Regions from separate parts of the Neogale vison genome. Here region 1 is linked to region 2. The links are chromatin contacts, called in public Hi-C maps. All regions are on one chromosome and are shown on one strand. The core of a region is the stretch at or near the end of the contact, and the rest is flanking DNA. Distances in the headings are between cores, read along the strand shown. Region 1 holds the start of DAO (D-amino-acid oxidase). Region 2 holds the start of ALKBH2 (DNA oxidative demethylase ALKBH2).

Evidence for each region. A called contact is a pair of places that touch in the nucleus more often than the background predicts.
Region 1: a contact with region 2 is called in a Hi-C map of muscle, with 5 times the contacts expected there. The contact joins the promoter of DAO here to the promoter of ALKBH2 in region 2. A contact is called at or near these places in 2 of 3 Hi-C or Micro-C datasets (fibroblasts and muscle).

What each region holds. Positions count from the first base shown.
Region 1 is chr3:224,394,065-224,397,390 of ASM_NN_V1, reverse strand. It overlaps DAO (D-amino-acid oxidase), which reads left to right and starts at 1,875. Exons shown (of 11, transcript XM_044244100.1): 1 at 1,875-2,106.
Region 2 is chr3:224,250,374-224,253,968 of ASM_NN_V1, reverse strand. ALKBH2 (DNA oxidative demethylase ALKBH2) reads right to left here and starts at 1,637. Exons shown (of 4, transcript XM_044244097.1): 1 at 1,530-1,637; 2 at 756-1,188. The coding sequence starts at 1,032.

The sequences.
Region 1 (3,326 bases), core at 626-3,125, 140 kb before region 2:
TTTTTGGTTGAGGCATGTTTTAATTTCTCTTGGGGATATGTGTAAGAATCGGGGTTCCTGGGTATGGGGATAATTGTGTGTCTAGCATGAGTGGACATGGGGAACAAGTTTTTTAACTGAAGGGAGGGCTGATCATAATAACCCCTAGTGTATAGGGCTATTGTGAGATTAAATGAGATAATCCAGAGCACCTGGGATGGCTCAGTCCATTAAGCATCTGCTTTTGGCTTGGGTCATGGTCCCGGGGTCCTGGGATCAAGCCCAGTATCAGGCTCCCTACTCAGCGAGGAGTCTGCCTCTCTGTCTCCCTCTTCCTTGCCCCCGACCCCCAGCTCTTGCTCTTGCTTGTGAACACTCTCTCTCAAATAAATACATAAATAAACTTAAAAAAAAATGAGATAATCCAGGCAAAGTATTTAAAACTGTCACATCATGGGGTTCCTGGCCGGCTCAGTTGGAGGAGAACAGGACTCTAGATCTCAGGGTTAGGAATTTGAGCCCTGTGTAGAGATCACTTAAAAAGAAACCCTTTAAAAAAAATAATACATAAAACTGGCATACTGAAATTTATAAGATATACAATCGTTGCTGGTATAAGAGTCGGCGGGCACGTGAAGCTCTCTGGTGAATTTCTGTTAACTTTAAATTAACTGTTAATTTAAAATATTCCCATGATGAACTAGGGGCAAAAGGAAATTAGGGACACAAGGTCATGTGATATGAAAGTGATACATGACTATTATTTTAAAAATTCAATTGAAATAGAAATATATAGAGTAAAAAATAAAGTTCACTCCATCTTTTAAAAAATTATTATTAAAAAAGGGGCACCTGGGTGGTTCCATTGGTTGGGTGTCTGCCTTCGGCTCAAGTCATGGTCCTAGGGTCCTGGGATGGAGCCCTGCATCAGACTCCCTGCTCGGTGGGGAGCCTGCTTCTCTCTCCCCTGCTCCCGCTGCTTATGCTTGCTCTTTCTCTATCTCTGTCAAATAAAGACAAAATTTAAAATTTAAAAATTAAAGTTATTATTGAAAAATACCATGCACTATGTTTTTTCTATGCATTTTCTTATTTTTTTTTTAAAGATTTTATTTATTTATTTGAGGCAGAGAGAGTGTGAGAGAGAGCATGAGCGAGGAGAAGGTCAGAGAGCGAAGCAGACTCCCCATGGAGCTGGGAGCCTGATGTGGGACTCGATCCCGGGACTCCAGGATCACGCCCTGAGCCGAAGGCAGTCGTCCAACCAACTGCGCCACCCAGGCGTCCCTGCATTTTCTTATTTTATCCTCACTTGTTTATCGATGATGCTGAAGACAGGGAAGTGGAGGTTGGATCTTCAAAGCTGACCCAAAGGATGCCTGACTTGGGGCTGGTTAGTTCGTGTCTCTGGGCCTCAGTCTCCCCAACCACACAGTAGGCACCTAGTAATCCTTTGGCTCCAATAATCACAACTCCACGTCTAGCCCTGGCAGAGGAGGGACCTGGAGTTCTGCCGCCCGTGTCTCTGGGATACGGCAGCAAAGAGCCACGCATCCTTATGGCCCAAACAGGCGTTGCCTTGAGTCTCTTCTTGGCCTCAGGCATCCAGCATCCAAAAATGGCATTAGGCTGGCCGGCTGGCCGCTTGGAGGCCCTGTCCTGTATCTGTGGCCTCCCCACAGGGCTGTCAGGCAGACCAGGCTCACAGTGGCCCAGGGAACAACCCTCCCCTCCCCCAGGGTGGCAGCAGGAAGAGGGAAGAAAGGATTGTCTCCAGCTGGCCCGAGAGACAGACCTCCTTGTCCCCATCAGCCCTCCCGCCCTTCCCCCCTCCCCCCCCACCGAGGGCTGTCCCCAGAGGCTTAGGATCAGCCAGAAAAGTCAGGCAACTTTTCAGTGACCAGAAGGAGGGGAGCGGAGGGGAGGTCTCCCAGCCTGTGAGCAGCACAGTGCCAAGCCCCGCCCCTTGCTGTGCCCTGTCCGTAACTCCAGATTTTGACCCTGAGCTCCAGTCCCAGTTTGGGGGCAGAGGGCTGAGGACAGGACGCCCCAGAATCAGGAGGCTCCCCTCAGGAGATAAGATCCTGCGTCTACAGCAGCTGTCTCTTCAGAAGTCTGGAAATCCAGGTGAGTGGGGGTGGCGGTGCCCGGGACTCAAAGTCCTCCCAGCGCCAAGGAGAAGGCTCCATGTCAGAGCCCAAGGCAGGCGACAGCTCTGTGGCTAGGCAGGTGCCTTCACCTCTCCAGATCTCCTTCTCCTCTGGAAGACAGGGATCATAATCACCTCTTATAGGGCTAGTCTGAATATCAAAAGAGGTGATGAACAGAAAGAGCTTAGCACAGAACTGGGCATGTAGCAAGTACTCAGTAAATGGTCATTATTATTTGGGGACAGGGGGCTGGTAGCCTGTTTGTCAAGCATTTATTGAATCTGTTCCTTTTAAAGGTAAATTGTGAAAATATCAGCGGCAGAAGAAGTAGCCTTATCGGACAACCTGATTTAGTTCAGTCAAATACCTCGCCTGATTTTTTTGTAACAAGTCTCTCTTTCTCTCTCTCTCTCTCTTTTTTTTTCTTTTTTTTGCTACACGCAAATAGCAATCAAAGGCACAAGCTGCCCTAAATTCTTTTTGAGGTACAAGGGAGGTTATAAGCAAACAAACACGAGACTAAAATGCAAGCAGAAAGCGTCAGGTGCCCACTTACCGCCTTACCGCCTGTTGGTTAATAGTTACCTAGCACGGTGTGGAAAGCCCAGAGCAGGGTCCAGGTCCCAGTGCTGTCCCACACTGGCTGTGTGACTTTGGCAGTGACTTCCTCTCCCCGAATCTCAGCCCCACGTCTGTAAAACCTCCCAGAGCAGTTGAGAGGAGGAAGCAAGAGGACCATCTGTACTGAGCCTACATGTGCATGGCGAGGGGCAGACGCCCAAAATTCCCCTCCCGCCCCACGCTGACAGAGACATTATAATGACACACACACATGCAGAAAAATGTGAGAACCTCGGCATCTTCCTGAACGTACCCTCTCCCCATCCCGAGCCTGCTTGGTTGAAGTAAGGGCATAAGACACGGGAAAAGCCACACTAACAGGAACGCCAGCAACAGCGAGAAATGGCTGACCTAGCAGTCGAGACGTGTGCATGCCAGTCCCCAAGTTTATGATCCACATGCATGAATGATTTTAACTGGAGGCTGGGTCTGTCCGATCCTACAGCTCGGCTTCTGCTTCGTGGAAGAACGTCACGCGTTTACATTGTGCTTTAAAGCACACGCACAATTTGCTCTAATCAGCATCAGATTAGATTCACGCAGTTGAAGATGATTGGCTTTAGGAAACACATCCCT
Region 2 (3,595 bases), core at 388-2,887:
ATTCCAGGACCCTGAGACCATGACCTGAGCCGAAGGCAGAGGCTTAACCCACTGAGCCACCCAAGTGCCCCTCGCATGGCCTTTTTCTCTGCCTCTACGTGCTCTGCCACCTTTCAGGAGTTCTCCATGTGTGTTCCTGGACCAAGAGAACCAACAGCATCAGCAGCACCTGGGAACAACTACTAGACTGGTGGGGAGGGGTCAGGTGATCCCAGTTCTCAGAAGCAACAAGGTCTCCCCTTCCCCACCCCTGGCCTCGAGCGGAGGTGGGAGTGTTGGTGGTGATGCCAAGAACCCCCCTGTGGGGGAATTACCTGGCTTTATGCTGTCTCTCCTACTAGACCAGCTGCACTTTACAGTCACCTGGAGGCTTTCTAAAAACACTGATGCCCAGGCTGTACACCCCTCCCCCCACCACCCAGCTACTCTGATTCAGCTGGTCTCGCATAGAACCCAGCATCTTTTTTGTTGTTGTTGTTGTTTTTTAACTTTCCCAGCTGATTCTAATGACAGCCAGGTGGCAAATCACTCTCAAGTCTGTCAGCTCCTAGTAGGCAAGCAATCTTTTCTCCAGTTTGTATGCCAAGTGCCCAACGTGGTGCCTGGAGCAGAGATGCCCAGAGAGTATGTGTTGAATCAGTTAATGAAGTCACCAGCAATTAATGGCTCCTGAGTTCAGATTTCTCCAAACACAAAACACTAGTTTTTTTCAAAACAAGTCTTCAACACGCACACCCTGCAAGTCCTCGGCTTACCTGTAAAATATTCCACTTCTTGCTCCAGCTCCTGGAAAATCTTGTCTGCTTCGGTTTTGCCAAACAGGACTGTGTAATCACAACTCAGGCCCTCAGCTCGGATGTGCCGCCAGCTGGGGCCCGCTGAGTGGCCTGCATTCCCTGGGGTTTCTGTCCTGGACCTTTTCCTGCTGCTCTCCTTGTCTTCTCTCAGCCCTGCTGGGCCTTCTCTGCTCTCCTCTGGCTCCCTCTTTCCCAAAAGGCCCCCTAATCCCCCCTTCACCAGGAATCTGTCCATTCTGTCTCCACAAAGCAAAGATCTGGGAGCCAGCGGCAGGGCAGAGAGAGATGGGACAGACTCTGGCCCAGATGTTTGGAAAGTTTGGCTTGTTGGCCAAATGGTCCTACAGAATTCTCCTCGGTGTTTTCAAGTTCCCACTTTTAACACCATGTCCTAGAAAGGAAGCAGAGTATGTTGAAGTCTGAAGGGGCCCTCAGGATGTCCTGGGTCCCCTCACACCTAGCTATGCATCACAATCAGCCCGCAGGCTTGCAAAACCCCAAATGCGAGCATTCCATCCCAAAGCACCTGATCTTTTCAAGAAAGCCCAGCCTGGCACGCCTGGAGAAGGGAAGGGGGTTTGCCCAAAGTCACCCAGAGGAGATTCTCGGTCTCCTTTTCGCTCGCTACCGACCGGCCTCCCACGCCAGTATCCTCTTAGGTAAGTATAGTGATCTTCAAATGGCCAGGACTCAGAATCTGAACGCAAAACAGTTACACGTGGTCATACGCACATCAAACTCCGATAGAAAATAAGAACTGTGACGACGTTCTGGGCGGGGTGGGGGGCCCTGACACCCAAGACAGGAGCAGCGCCGCCCCCAGACCCTACAAACACCGGAGGCGGGGCCGGCGGGAAAAAGATAACACCGGGGCCGTAAAGTCACTTCCGGGTAGATTTCCGAGGCCCGCTGGGAAATGTAGGCACTTAGGCGGAAGCAGTGTGATGAGCTGCTCCCTTAGCGCCACCTGTTGGCCTCCTGGACGCGCTGCAGGACCTGAGGGTTTTCTGCCCAGCTGCTCGGTGCCTGCCCTGGGAGGATCCTCTGTGGTTTGGGGGCTGTTGTTCCCGGTCGCCTCCCCCTGGGGATTCGGTGGGCGTCCAGACTGGGAGGTGGGCCGCCTGGTGGGAGCATGACCCCATGGCTTCCGCATTCGTCTCCACCACTCTGGCTGTGGTTCCTGCAGGTCCCTTGTAGCTTCACCTGCACAGTGAGGGCTATGAAACCTCCACCGCGAGAGCCCTGTGAGGATTAGATGGCAGGACCCATGAGGAATGCCTCTGCGTTCCAAATAAATGTCAGGTTCTGTCATCGCTCCTCATTTTTTTTTTTTTTAAAGATTTTATTTATTTGACAGAGAGAGATCACAAGTAGGCAGAGAGGCAGGCAGAGAGAGAGGAGGAAGCAGGCTCCCTGCTGAGCAGAGAGCCCAATGCGGGACTCCATCCCAGGACCCTGAGATCATGACCTGAGCCGAAGGCAGCGGCTTAACCCACTGAGCCACCCAGGCGCCCCATCGCTCCTCATTTTTGATGATTCTCTGTCTCCCCCAGTGCAATGAAAGTTCCGTGGGATTCGGGACCTGTGTTTTGAATCTTCTTAGTGCACAGTTCCAGATTTTGGTCAAAGTACAGAGTTGTGTGACCACCACCACAATCAAGATCCACAACGGTTCTGTCACCCCACAAAATTCTCCCAAGCCTCTTGGTTAGAAACTCGCCCTTGTCCGATGCCACAGCCCCCCACCACCCCACCCCTGGCAACCAGCAGTTTCCAGTCCTTATACTCTGTCTTTTCCAGAATTAAAAAAAAAAAAAAAGATTTTATTTATTTGAGAGAGAGCACAAGCAGGGGGAACAGCAGGCAGAGGGAGAGGGAGAAGCAGGCTCCCTGCTGATAGGAAGCCGGATGTGGGCCTGGAGGCCAGGACCCCAAGGTCATGACCTGAGCCCAAGGCAGACACAACCTACTGAGTCATCCAGGTGCCTCTTTTCTAGAATTTATGAATGAAATCATAGATAGCCTTTGGTGTCTGGCCATTCTTTCAGCTTAATGCTTTTAGGATGTACCCTTGTTTGTTTCGGTTGTTTCTTTTATGGCTCAGTAGCACTGTGTGGTATGGATACCCTAGGATTTGTTTACCTGATCACCCCACCCCAGCTGAGGGGCCTTTAAGTTGTTTCTAGCTCAGTGCAATTACAAATGAAGTCACTGTATCCATTCTGGTATAAGCTTTCCTGAATGCAGATTTTAATTGCACTTGGGTGAACACCTAGGAATGGGATTGCTGGGCACATGTTAAGTGTTGTGTTTCACTTTGTACCCAAACTGAATGTATTTCAAAGTGGCCGGAAGGGTACAGGATTTTGAGGTTTTTCTTGTTTGTTTGCTTTAAATAGGAATACATGTACGTTTCTTTCTTTTTTATTTTTTTTTTAAGATTTTATTTCTTTATTTGACAGAGAGAGATCACAAGTAGTCAGAGAAAGAGGAGGAAACAGGCTCCCTGCTGAGCAGAGAGCCCGATGCAGGACTCAATCCCAGGGCCATGAGATCATGACCTGGGCCGAAGGCAGAGGTTTAACTCACTGAGCCACCCAGGCTCCCTGATTTGAGTTATGAGCTTCTCCCCTGACACACCAGGCTCCTTGCCCTAGGCACAGGAACACACAGTGGGGTAAAGTCCCTGTGATGTCGTTTTTTGGAATATAGATGAGGTTAGTTGGGGTCCTGAGCCAAGAGCCAAGAAAGAATTCTTGAGACATGTTGGGTGCAAAATAATAGTTTTGTTAGAACTC